Linked DNA regions of Macaca mulatta: region 1 is linked to region 2. A link is a contact called in public Hi-C data. All regions are on one chromosome and are shown on one strand. Each heading gives the region's core, a stretch centred on a gene start, on an enhancer-like site or on the middle of the called end of the contact. The rest is flanking DNA. Distances are from core to core; before and after follow the strand shown.

The links. Hi-C and Micro-C count contacts between places; a contact is called where the count stands out from the background.
Region 1: a contact with region 2 is called in a Hi-C map of fetal cortex germinal zone, with 3 times the contacts expected there. The contact joins the promoter of RAP1GDS1 here to the promoter of STPG2 in region 2. A contact is called at or near these places in 2 of 14 Hi-C or Micro-C datasets (fetal cortex germinal zone and fetal cortical plate).

Annotation. Positions count from the first base shown.
Region 1 is chr5:107,558,993-107,566,116 of T2T-MMU8v2.0, reverse strand. RAP1GDS1 (Rap1 GTPase-GDP dissociation stimulator 1) reads right to left here and starts at 3,369. Exons shown (of 15, transcript XM_078002021.1): 1 at 3,184-3,369.
Region 2 is chr5:107,438,685-107,445,071 of T2T-MMU8v2.0, reverse strand. STPG2 (sperm tail PG-rich repeat containing 2) reads left to right here and starts at 3,279. Exons shown (of 11, transcript XM_078002688.1): 1 at 3,279-3,719. The coding sequence starts at 3,611. LOC114678358 (a long non-coding RNA gene) reads right to left here and starts at 3,197. Exons shown (of 3, transcript XR_003729722.2): 1 at 3,087-3,197.

The DNA.
Region 1 (7,124 bases), core at 2,120-4,619, 120 kb before region 2:
AAGAAGTTTAATCCACCTTTGGTTCAAATAACACCATTTCTCTAAAACGTTCTCTCCATTCTCTGAATCTATAATATATGTAAAAGTCTTTTATATAACTCATATACTTACTTCTATTATAATTTGTGTATGTGTTATATTGTTCCCGCTAAGATTATAAACATGAAACATGAATATATTTTTATCTTTGTCCTGTCCTCCCAGTACACTGTAGTACAGTACACTGCACACTGTTGATATCCAACAAACACTAAACGTATGTTGAATCTGAAATATGACATATACATAAAATAGTAGCTATGGCCATAAAGTCATATAGGAATTTTCTTTCACTCTCTTGTGTAGGAAATTATTGCTACGAGAAAATATATATATATATTTTTTCTGAGACGGAGTTTCGCTCTTTTTGCCCAGGCTAGAGTGCAATGGCATGATCTCCGCTCACTGCAACCTCTGCCTCCCAGGTTCAAGTGATTCTCCTGCCTCAGCCTCCCACACAGCTGGGATTACATGCGCCCGTCACCATGCCCAGCTAATTTTTTTTTGTATTTTTAGTAGAGACAGGGTTTCACCATGTTAGTCAGGCTGGTCTCCAACTCCTGACCTCAGGTGATCCACCCGCCTCGGCCTCCCAAAGTGCGCGCCCAGCCGAGCACATCTTTAAAAATCAACCTTATTTATTTCTTGAGACAAATTAAAAAGCACTTCTCCCTCCCCCCATCATTAACCAGTATACCTTCTACCTTCTTATGTGTACATGAATTGTAATACTAACTTCCTTGGCTCAGATATAAAACTGTTACCCAAGGTTTCAATTTTAAATTATCATATGTACCTACTGATCATACATGAAACTGCCTTACCATTGCCTGAGGTTGACTCAAAACCTACCTACAGTGTACTGGGAAGCATGGTACAATTATACCTTTCTGTTTCTGCTTATCCCCCAACTAGGTACTATGTGCCAATCCAAATGTTTGTTCATACTATGTGCCAATCCAAATGTTTGTTCAGAGACTAAATCTTCAGATGCAAAAGCTGAAAATAATAGGTGGTTTTAAGTTCAACAATTTGCCAAAGATTTACTGAATTCCTATTTGAAAAGCAGTGTGGGGAACACAAAAAATAATAGGACATTTTTCATCTTCTGGGACTCATGATTAAATGCACAGCACACACACATAAACAACTCCATTATATGGTAGATTATATAAGTGCTAAAAAGCTTCTAACAAGGTACAAACAGTGCTTATGAAGAGAGAGAGATTAACCAAAGAGTATCAGAGATGGCTTCAAAATGAGAGATAGGTTTCTATTTGGCCCTTTTTAAAAATCAAGCAATAGCATTCAAGATTTTGAAGATGATATTTAAGTAGATAATTTCATCTCTTTCAGGTATTTTTATTCACTAGTGTTGTAACGAAATTGGATTTTTTCCACTGAAAAAGTACGGATTTAACATGTAAGTTAAAATGTTAAATGGTTTGAGGCTCACCTGGAAACATAGGAAAATGTATTTTTCAAGCCAAACTTGAACTTACAGTCCAATATCAGATAGGGTTATTGGACATACTGAGTATTTTCTTTGAACGTACACACATTTATCTGTGTATGTACGTTCAAAGGAAACATACATAAACGTGTGTATGTTCGACGGAAATACACAGCTTGTCCAATAATCTGATATAATACCTATTTAAAATTCTACTTTAAGAGAAAGGGTAGACACGCATAAACGGCCCACCCAATTTTTACAGAAATTTGTTCAGCATATCAAGAGTACTCACATTAAAAAAAAAAAAAAAACACTTAACTGAAAATAAAATTCAGAGCCGTAGACCTTTTTTGATTCATACCACCTCCTCCATCAACCCTGGCCTCTTCCAGATATATGGCCAAAGGTCGCGATCAAAGCCTGAAGTATTTGCTGTTCCAGAAAACTCTATGGACACCATTCCCAGGTTTAGATACTTCTTGAAGATTCTGAGTTGCGCAACCTAACTTTGAACGTGTTGAGCACTGTATTAACAGATGAAAGGATCACATTCATCTCAATCTTTAAATAACTCGCACAGAAGGGGTGGGAAAAGTCCCAGTTGACAGATGCCAAGGGAGCAAATTTTAAAAAGAGGAAATTATGACAGACAGGAGTGGCAGCAAACTGGGGAACTTAGTACAAGTCGCTACTATTAAAAGAAACTTTGAGCTCTTAATTACACGACAGCATTCATCAGACGTTTCTGTGATTACTGAATGTAACAGTTAAGCAATAGATGATGTAAAAAAAATAGGTTAAATTTATATATCGTTTTATAAAACATATTTGCTCTTAAATATCTCATCCAAACCAGTATCTTCAGATTAACTATAAATACAAAAGAAGTAAAATCAGATTATGTAGATTAGACAGGGGGAAGCTGGGAAAGAATAACTACCATGTAAGTTCGGTAACAACGTTACAGGGCGCAGTTTCCTGCTACAGAAGACAGACGAAGGAATCCAAAAAATAGGCTGAGTACAGGAATATTGCACACTGTAGTCACCCAGCATTAATTCTACAGCGAGCTGCTCTATCCTTCCTCACGTTCCTCGTGGCCTCTGACAAGTCATCCTTTCAACCTATGGGGCTGTCCGCTCTCCCCCTTGGAAAATAATTTCCGTGCAGGTTGTAAGATCTCCCTCACAAACTACTTGCTTCCACTTCCCCGCCCGGGATGAGGAGTCTCCACGACCAGGAAAGGTCGCACTGACAGAGAAGGAAGTTACATTAAGTGGTCGTGGTCGGACCCGAGCCTCGAGCTCAGCAGACGCGGGGGAAAAGGAAGCGGGCGGCCTCCGGAGAAACGGGGATGGAGACGCGGATGCGAGCCCGCGAGGCAGGCTCCGTGGTGCCCGGGCACCGGCAGGAAGAATGGAGGAGGGGAGGCGAGACGGCGAGGTGCCGGGGAGCCGGGCGGCGGTCCGGCCCGCGGCCGACCCCACCCCAGCCCGCGCTCGGGACCCTCCCAGCCCCGGCACCCGGCGTGCGTTCCGCGTGCGCTGACTCTCCCCGGAGGAACAGCCAGTCTCACACCGGGGGACTGGAGAAATCCGGCAACTTTGCGCGAGAAATGCTTTCCACCCTGCAGCACGCCGAGAAAGAAAAAAATGTCAGGCGATGACGGGGGAGGAAGGATGACTTACCCATGTTGCTCCCCGAGGGTGAGGAACCGGCGGGGCGAGGAGAAGGTCTCCGGTGCGGGCGGCGCGGCTCTGTGTCCTCCCTCTACCTCCGTCTCTCCCGCAGCCAGGGAGGGACCCGCGGGGGGCGGCCGCCGGGGAGGAGCAGCTGGTGCTGCTGCAGGCGGCGCGGCCGCGGCGGGGACGAGCGGCGGGGGGCGGGGAGGGGCGGGGCGGGGCGGGGCGGGGCTGGCGGGCGCAGCCTGCGGCGGGCGCGGCTCCGAGCGGGCGGGCGGCGGAGGCGCGGTAGCCGGCCTGAAGAACGCCGGCTCCGACTCGTGGTCCGCGAGCGCCCCGCCCTCCCCACCGAGCATGCTCAGTACCTTTTCCACCCCTCCCTCTGTGGCGAGCGAGGCTAAGCGTGCGGGTGGGCGTGTGTTCGCAGACCGGCTGCAGCCGCGGCAGAGGATCTTCATGGCGGCCGTCTGAGGGGCGGAGGGTGGGCCCGGAGAAAGCAGGGAATGGGGCTGTTGAGCCCGATCTGCTAGCAGAGGACTTACCGCTGCCTTGCTTTCCCACCCTGACCCACCAACCCCCTACCCGGAACCCGGGCCCGCCTTCTTTACGGGACGACCCGGCCGCACAGGCCAGAATTAACCGGAGAAGAGGCTGAGCCGCCGCAGAGCCGGGAGGGGTGGTGGGAAGCCAAAGCTGACGCCTCGACACGAAGCTGGAAAGGACGTGTAGGCGACTAGGCCTGTGCCTCTTGGGGACACCTGAGGACGCCCGCTGGGCAGCTGGCCGAGGAGCGGCCGCCGGGAGGGTGCTCTATAGCAGGCGTGTCATTGGGACAGTTAAGGCTGCTGTAGCAGTAGCCAGCTTAGAAACAGAGGTCCCGGCAGCCAGGAGAGCGCCCGCCCCAGGATTTCCTTGAAGAGTGTGTCGTTCTCCCTCCCGGAGGAGCGCGGCCTTCCGTTCCCCGGAGGGCGCTGGAAAGGCCCTTTAACCGGGGTGCCGTCGGGCTCCATCCTGCTCTCTGTGAAAGCGGGAGGAACTACGTCCCCCAGGCTTGAAAATAGGCGTCCTGCTGGGTTGGCGGCGGCACAGCCAAGCTAACCCGGCGGAGGTCCTGTGATCCCGGGGCCGCCGCCCGCTCCCACCACCACTCGGCCGCGGGGAGAACCTGAGCAGGGCGCTCCCACTGAGGGCGTCCTCCCGACCTGGCATGCGCGTGAGGCCGGGGCTGGCTTCGGTCGTCTGCCCTGTGGGAGGAGGCTGGAGGAAACCCTAATCTTGCCCTGGCTCCTCCTGGGTGGGGTGCGGAATCTGGTCGCTCTCCGAGGCGCAGCGACCGCAGTCCTTCAGGGGAGAGGGTGCAGTCAGCAGTACAACCTGTGGGAGAAAGATAGCTGAATCGAGGTGTCTTTCCCCTGTCAACTTTCACTCGGTCAATCCAATGCTGAGACAGGGCTTTTTTTGTTTGTTTGTTTTTTAATTAGTCGCCTATTGTCACAGTCATCAGTTTCTGTTGGGTGACTGGTATTTCGAGCACACAAATCCGAAGGGGCCCTGTAATTTGTTAAGCAAAGAGCAGATTTTATGTGATTTTTCTACAGTAAGAAACGATAATTAAAAAGGTTTGGTAAAACAGGAAAATACAATTTAACTGCTGAAGTCAACTATATGGGACTTTTCTGATGCACGAGACTATCAGGCATCTCACTCTCTTAGGATGCTCTTCTTGTTTGCTTCTCAAAATAATCCCTAGTTCCCTAGGGATGCTGTAACATACCACAAATTGGGTGGCTTAGAACAACAAATTATTATCTCACAATTCTGGAGGCCAGAAGTTTGAAATCAAGGTGTAGGCAGGGCTGTGCTCCCTCTGAGGGCACTGGGGAAGCATCTCGTCCAGGCCTCTCTCGTAGCTTCTGGTAGTTTCTTGGTATGTGGCAGCATAATTCCAATCTGAACATGGCTGTTTTCCAGTGTTCTTGTGTGTTCAAATTTCCCTTTTTAATAAGAACAGCAGTCATAACGTATTAGGGGTGAACCATCCTCCAGTATGACCTCATGAACATTAATTGTATCTGCAATGACCCTATTTCCAAATCAGGTCACATTCTAAGGTACTAGGGGTTAGGACTTCTACATACGAATCTGGCCAGCCTGGCCAACATGACGAAACCCTATGTCTAACTAAAAATACAAAAAATTAGCCGGGGTCAGGCACAATGGTTCACGTCTGTAATCCTAACACTTTGGGAGGCCAAGGCAGGCGGATCACTTAAGGTGAGGAGTTGGAGACCAGCCTGGCCAACATGGCGAAACCCCATTTCTACTAAAAAATAAATAAATAAATAAATTAGCTGGGCGTAGTGGCACGTGCCTATAATCCCAGCTACTTGGGAGGCTGAGGCAGGACAATCGCTTGAACCCGGGAGGCGGAAGTAACAGTGATCTGAGATCGCACCACTGCACTCCAGCCTGGGCCACAGAGCAAGACCCTGTTTCAATTTAAAAAAAAAAAAGAATCAGGGAGGGATACACAATTCAACGCATAATACACCAACGCAGACCCCACCCTCAGGGCCCCTCACTGCCCCCACATCTGCCATGTCACACATTCATTTTGTTACTCCTCCAGAAGACCAGCCTGGGCCTTTGCATTGCTGCTCATCATTTTTTGTTCATCTCTCCTTAACCTTCCAGATTCTCAAGTTAACTTGCTTTATTTTTCCTACTTCCTTATCTAATTACATATTACAATAATTTCATAGAGTATCTTCTATCATTTATTTGGATGCAAGCACTGAAATTAGCAAAAGCAGCTGAAGTGGCTTTCTCACCTCCCATCTGACACTAGTTTAAGTGCCTTTTTTGTTCTACTTCAATCTACAAGCCATCTCCTTAGCCTTCCTGCCAATTAAAACCAAAGGGTTGTTCAGGCTTAGTGCATATACTGAGTTCTAATGCAATGGTGTTGTAACCATAGTGAGAACCAATACTGATTGTTACATGCAGAAGTGAATTACTTCCAGACTGGTATATTGCCTACTCCTTGCACACACAATGCCACCTCCCTTCCCCTCTCCTTTCTTGTTCTATTATAAAAATATAACGTTTCTTTCTCATATATTTACTTTCTTCCTTTATGTGTTTATTCAAAAGTTACCTGCATGAGATCTTCCCTGGTTATCTTATCTAAAATTTCAACATTCCTTCCCATTTCATATGCCCACTTCTATACTTTATTTTTTTCCTTAGCACTTATCAGTAAAATAATATATATTTTGCTTTTGGACTGTCTTCCACATTTAAATGTAAGTTCTCCTAGGGAAATAATTTTTGTCTGCTTTATTTACCATTATAACCCCCATGCCTAAACAGTGCTAGCACATAGCAAGTGCTTAATAAACATTTGCCAGGTATGGTGGCTCACGCCTATAATTCCAGCACTTAGGGAGGCTGAGGAGGGAGGATCAGAGGATCACTTGAGGTCAGGATCTTGAGAGCAGCCAGTACAAGACAGCAACACCTTATATCTACATCTCTTGACATCAGGGATGTGAAGAGACTCTTCCAAAATCAATCTACTGATACCCAAACTGCAGGTTAGGCAATGGTCAGGATTTTATCAGGCCTGCTACAAAGCAAAGGAAGTTCTGGCCCAGTGCAAAGGTTTTCAACTTCAATCTAGGAAATGTCATTTATAAAGTATCAGATTTATTTGAATGACAATTTCTGTTGAAAATTGGTTTATGATTAGCTAAATAGCTGTTATGGGGGAGTATCAAGGAAAATGTCTTTTAGACAAGATCAGAAGCCGTACATTTTGGCAAGACTTATCACCTCATTGATGCATGTAAGCTTTAAAGAGGTTAGAAGGTGATTTAAATTCTTTAGAGGAAATCTATTGGGAGGGGCAACACAACAGGAAGTAGAAAGAGAGGAGAGAATGTTCT
Region 2 (6,387 bases), core at 2,030-4,529:
CCATACTTTATTTGGATTTTAGTTTTTACCTAATATGCTTTTTCTGTTCTTCATTGCAGCCAACATATTCAATATTGAATTAGTTTAATTTCTTGGGCCTTGTTCTTGTTCAAGCTTCATTTTGAAGTTTATTCTGGTATAAGCCAGCAGGGAGAAATGGAAAGAACTCAAATTTTGAACTCAAATAAATCTTAGCTCAAACATAGGTTCCATCTATAGAATTACTAATATAGTAAAATATATAGTACTAATTTTACTAATATAGTAAAATATATAGTAAAATATATTTTAAATATATAGTAAAATTTATAGTAAAATTTAAATATATAGTAAAATATATATATATAGTAAAATATATAGTGTGGTTAATTAGCATCAAAACTTTTGTAGGAATTTAGAAATGCTGAACCACATTATTTCATATTTATATGTAATTATAATTCTGTGTTAACATATTAATTTTTTTAGTAGTATACTAATTCCAGACTATTGAATAAATATTTACAATGAGAAAATGAGAAAGATTTATTTTTCTCATTAAAAAATATTTTCCAATCTTGAAATACTGTGTATCATTCTCATTACTGAACCATAAGGAGGAAATAATAGCTGGGAAATATAGAGAGCATAGCCACAGTCATCAAGGAAATAGAAATTTTCATACTAAAACAATTTTCTTTTGAGACAGGGTCTTGCTTTGTCTTCCAGGCTGGAGTACGGTGGAACCATCATAGCTCACTGTAATCTCAAACTCCTACTTGGCTAATTTTTAATTTTTTTTTTCTTTTTGTGCAGGTGGAATCTCCCTATGTTGCTCAGGCTGGCCTTGAACTTCTGGCCTCGAGCAATCCTCCCCCTGGGCTTCCCAAAGTGCTAGGATTCAGGATTACAGGTGTGAACCACTGCACCTGGGCTCATAGAAACTTTTAAAAGAAAGATTTTTTTGTTAAGAATGCAGAATTTTGAGAGACCAATTATTACCAAATTATGAAGAGTATATAGGTTGTACGTCAGTGGTGTAATAATTAGGTAGGATCTGGCCAGAAGACCCAGAAACGCTGGAGTCCTGCCACTGATCGACTACCCATTTCTGTGAAGCCTTGAGGAAAAAGCATTCACTCAGGAGGCAGGCAAGGTAAATGTATTCCTAGGTGGTACTCAGTTAGAAACTCTCCCTTAGAGGCCTGCAAATGAGCTAGGGGGGTGCAACGAAGAACTCCCTTTGTCTAAGTTAGGTTACGTTCAATGGCTGAAAATCAAATCACACAGAAAGCATATAAAGTCGGCTTTACCATTTCCATTTCCAATCTCCAAAAATATGTATATCCCAGCAAACAATAATGCAGACTGCTGCAGACAGAATGGCCAGACGGGGCATGAAATTCTGCATCAGTCCCTACGGCAACCATGGCCTAGACCTGAGTTTGCAGTTTGGGTTGATAGCTTTGTTTGGATCATCAAGGGCAAATGATGTCCTTAAGGACATAGCGGGCAAATTTACAAGCACCACTGGATTGTCATACAGAGCACATGAATTTTTCTCTTTCATCTCTGTGACTCTTTCTAATATGTCATAGTAAATATCTAGCTCTTCTGAATGGGTATAGGTGGCAGTTTGGAAAATAAGGTTAAAATAACGTTGAGAGAATTATGAGGGTTTCTGACAGAATGCAGGGAGAATCGAAGTTGGTGAGATGTTTCCAAAATATTACAATATTCGTTTTCCTGCCATTAAAAAAAATCTTGCCGGGCGCGGTGGCTCACGCCTGTAATCCCAGCACTTTGGGAGGCCGAGGCGTGTGGATCACAAGGTCAGGAGATCGAGACCACGGTGAAACCCCGTCTCTACTAAAAATACAAAAAATTAGCCGGGCGCGGTTGTGGGCGCCTGTAGTCCCAGCTACTCGGGAGGCTGAGGCAGGAGAATGGCGTGAACCCGGGAGGCGGAGCTTGCAGTGAGCCGAGATCGCGCCACTGCACTCCAGCCTGGGCGACAGAGCGAGACTCCGTCTCAAAAAAAAAAAAAAAAAAAAAAAAATCTTTGCCACCTCTCGTTTTGGATTATACGTCTCTCCCCATTAGAGAGAGAACACCTGAGGGCAGGGACTTTCTTATGCTTTTGCATCCTCATAACTTAGCAGGGATGGAACCTATAGTATACACCAATTCTTGTTTTTTAAGTGCATAAATAATTTAGCTAGCTATTGAACAGGAAAAAAGGTATTACAGATACATCCTTGAGAAGCATATAGCCTCGCAAAGAGTGGGTTCTGACATATATGGCACAATGAAGCCACAGTAAATGTTGCATAGAATTGAGTGGCAAATCGTGTATGTACTACAGAATATGAAAACCATAAAAACTTGTAGTAGGAACAAATTAAAGTACTGTAGATCACTTGGAGGTGAGGTATGATCAAGGTAGGATTCGTCTAAGCCTTTGAGGATATTTAGAATCTGGACAGAATTCTTCCCGGGAAAAACAGCCTGCGAGAAGCAGAGGTGGATTCTGACATAGATTCCTTAAGCTCCCAAGGACAAGCTAGGTTTCTTTTGCCCAAGGTTGAGACCCATGGTTTAGTGGGGGTGGACTGAGCTTTTTCAGTGCCTTCGCTTTGCTTTATAAAGAGATGAATCAATATTGTGGTTGCCTGGCATCCGACAAAAGCGGCAGTTTTCGCCACTTGCCCGGCTTCAGTTGGTGAGCTTTTCGCCTCCTTTCCTGGGGTCCCCATTTCTTTCTTTCTTTTTTCTTTTTTTTTCTTTTTTACCCTTATCTTCTTTGTGATTTTTTTTCTGGGCTCCCCATTTCTTGTCACCGCCCTAACCCCTGGGTTTGTCTTAGTTTGGACTATCTACGGGTTAAGATCAGAGGTGCTTTTCCTCTGTGAGTACGAGTGGAGTTGCAGTAGCATCCCGGGAGAACTTGCGGAACCCCAAGCTCTCTGCTTCATGCTACTGCTTTTTTCTTTCCTAGGTTCTGTTGAGTCGGGAAGCAGATCAAGGTCAAGTTAGTCCTCACCCTTCCTAACGCGTTTTTTAAGGTTCTTATGCACACTTAAAAAATTCAAGACCTAAGTAGTTACCGGGATCCCAAGAGCTACGACGTTTAGTCCTGCCTTCTTCAAGGTGCGCCGGGCTCCGGGTGGAGAGAGCTGTGGAAGGCTCACGGTTCACCGCGCATGCTCCGAGGGCTCGGCCCAGGGAGGCGCCTCTACCTAGCTCCTTAGAGACTGGGCCCGCCTCTTCCCCAGGCTTCCGGGCGGAGAGAAGTGGGCGGAGTCAGGGCCGGAAGCACCAGGGCGAGCATCTAATCCCTAATCCCCAATTTTGGTGGAGCGTGCCTGGCAAACTGGTGATTGTGTGAGACGTCTAATCTCTAGTCGCTCACCCCTCTACTTTACCACAGGGCTAGAAATCGATTTGAGGAAATCTGATACCAATGAGCGGGCGGGGAGACAACCCCAATGCTAATTTCTCTGTTTACAGAAGTTCTGTCCCGGCCTCCCCAGACTGGTGTCGGCTTCCTTTTTCTCCACACCTGTAGCCGCCTTGTTTTTATCGTTTTCGGCACCTGCCCTTCCCCAGCGCCCCCACCACCCCGAGCACTATGTATGATCGGGCTCCCCGCCTGCTCAAATTGGCTGAAGGTGGCAGCACTGAGGCCCATGTGGGTCCTGGATCCTACCAGGTACCTTTCCTGAAGCAGCAGGCGACAGGTAAGATGTAGGGAGAGGCAGATCTCCTGTGACAGGCATCCCATCTTCAGCCCGCTCCCCTTCTGCGTGTTTGTGAGTTAAACATAGAGCGGAATAGCACCATTTTGTAAATGTAACAAAACATGAAGTAGGCAGGGAAAACACTATACTTTTATTTTACAGTTGAGATTGGTGGTATCACTTGTCCCATTTCAAAAGGCTGGTGAGCATATGTCTAGGACTTTTGATTCGACAATAGTTGTTTACATCCTACTTTTGATTGTGCAGTTTAGGTCTAGGATGATTTCCTGGCTCTGTTGACTACATGAGTCCCCAAATCCTGTGCCCTTACCTCCCACTGTCTCATTGCTTTGTAATCCTGCCTGCCTCACACCTTTCCTCCCATTGACCGGAGACATTTATTTACTAAGATGCAGCTTATATTTCTATTTTGCAGTATTATTTAAAGATAGTTCCTTTTTTTTTTTTCCAGACAGATTTTTCTGACCATCCTTATCTTCTAACACACTTCAGGGGAGCCCCTTTTCTCCATATTCTGTAAAGAAAAGCTATATTTTTGACCAGTGAAGTGGGCAAAAATAAATACATCGATTTTGCTTTCTACTTTTTCTATTCTGATGATTTTCTGGAGCTTAATACCGTCCAAATGATAGTTTTTCTTAACTTGTATTTTCCCCATACCTACGCTATGTGTTTTCCAGCAAATGCCAGGATCCATTATTCTGTTACATGACTGATCAGATAAGGATTGGTTTAGGTTTCTTGGGGTGGAGTACAAATTTGACTTCTGTCAGTGTTTCACATGTTGAATTCTACTGCTTCACAGCATCTGATATCGCTATTCTTGCAGCTTATTCTATGTCTTTATTTTAATGGAGTTGGGCATTATAAGCATTAATTCCCCCAACAATAGTCATAGGTGGCTAACAATGACCACCTATGACACTTTGCAATCCTTCATTTTGACACAACTGACCACTTGCTTCTTGGAAACACTTCTTTCCAAAATGTAACATCATTTTCTCCTGTTTTTTTTTTTTCTTTCCAACTACTGTCTTGGAAGAGTGTCTGGGATGTGGTTGGGACCTAATAAACATTTGTTAAATGCTGAATCAGGGCAACATTTTCTCCCCCTCTCCAAGCAGTCCTTCATGGCCTTCTTTAAATGTTTTTATGTTTCTTGTTGATGAAAAGAGTCAAACTCTGTAAAATATTTTAAGAGATTTATTCGGAGCCAAATATGAGTGACCATGGCCTGTGACACAGCCCTCAGGAGGTCCTGAGAACATATGCCCAAGGTGGTTGGGGTACAGCTTGGTTTTATGTATTTCAGGGAGGCATGAGGCATGAATCAGATACACGTAATAAATAACATTGGTTTCGTTCAGAAAGGTGGGACAACTCAAAAGTGGGGGCTTCCAGGCTATAGGTAAATGTAAACATTTTCTGGTTGACAATTGGTTGAGTTTATCTGAAGACTGGCATCAAAAGGAATGTTCAGGTTAGATAAAGGATTGTGGAGACCAAGTTTTGTTGTGCAGAGGAATCGCTCAGATAGCAGACTTCAGAGAGAAAGCGCAGGTTGTAAAATGCTTCTTATCAGACCCAAAAGGGTTGCTGGCTCTTAGTTGATTATCTCCTGTGTCTGGAAAGGAAAGAAAATGAAGGGGAAAGGGAATTCTCTATAGAATGTTGATTTTTTCCCATGAGAGACTTTGCAGGGCAATTTCAAGGTATGGCAAGGAAATATATTTTTGGGTAAAACATTTTGACTTTCTTCCTTGTCTCATAATTTTATTCCAGAGTCAGATTGGAAAGTAAGTCGTGATATATAGGGTTAAATAAAACCCATCTGATGAGAATTTATAGTTTGTAAGGCATGACTCCCTAGACCCCTTAGATAGGAATTTGGGCAAGATAAAAAAAAAAATCAGAACTTAGTTCTCATTTGAAACATCTTTAAATGTTTATATACTGTACTTTCCATCCTTTGCTTGTTGCTTTTGTCATATGTACTTTCTCATTTGTGTTCATAGACTACTATCCATATTCTGATTCTGATGACTCCCAGAAGGAAATCTTAAGAGATATAGGTGATTTATGTCTCTTAAGATGAGCTTTCTCCTAATCTTTCGGCCTTCAACACTGCTAGTCACTTTTGTTTGTTTTTCTTTTCTTTTTAATTCTTTTTTTGTTGTTGTTGCTGTTGATGTCCTTGAGTCATAACCAGTTACTTTTTTGAACATCTCTACCTAGATAGTCTGGCATCAAAGTTTTAAGTGTCTGAGCTCATAATTTTTTCCAGCAATACCGGTCCCTTTTTGAAAATTCCCTATTAGTTTATGATAAACTTTTAAGTTTTGGAATTATTCTAGACTCTTTTCTCCCTGACTACTCCTGTTGATCATTAACACCTAATGATTCTATCTTCTCAGTGCCTCTTTGATTAGTTCCTCTTTTCCATTTAGCTGTCCTTGACTTAGTTCAAGCTCTCATTATTTCTATTTTGAATTAAACCTATAAAATATTACTTGTTTTTCCTTATTTCAGTCTTCAATCCATCTTCTATCTTGTGGCAAGAGTGATCTTTCTAAGATATATTACGTTATTTGTGAAAAAAAATCCTTTGTAACATCAAGGTTAAAATCTGAACTCCTTAACATGGTTT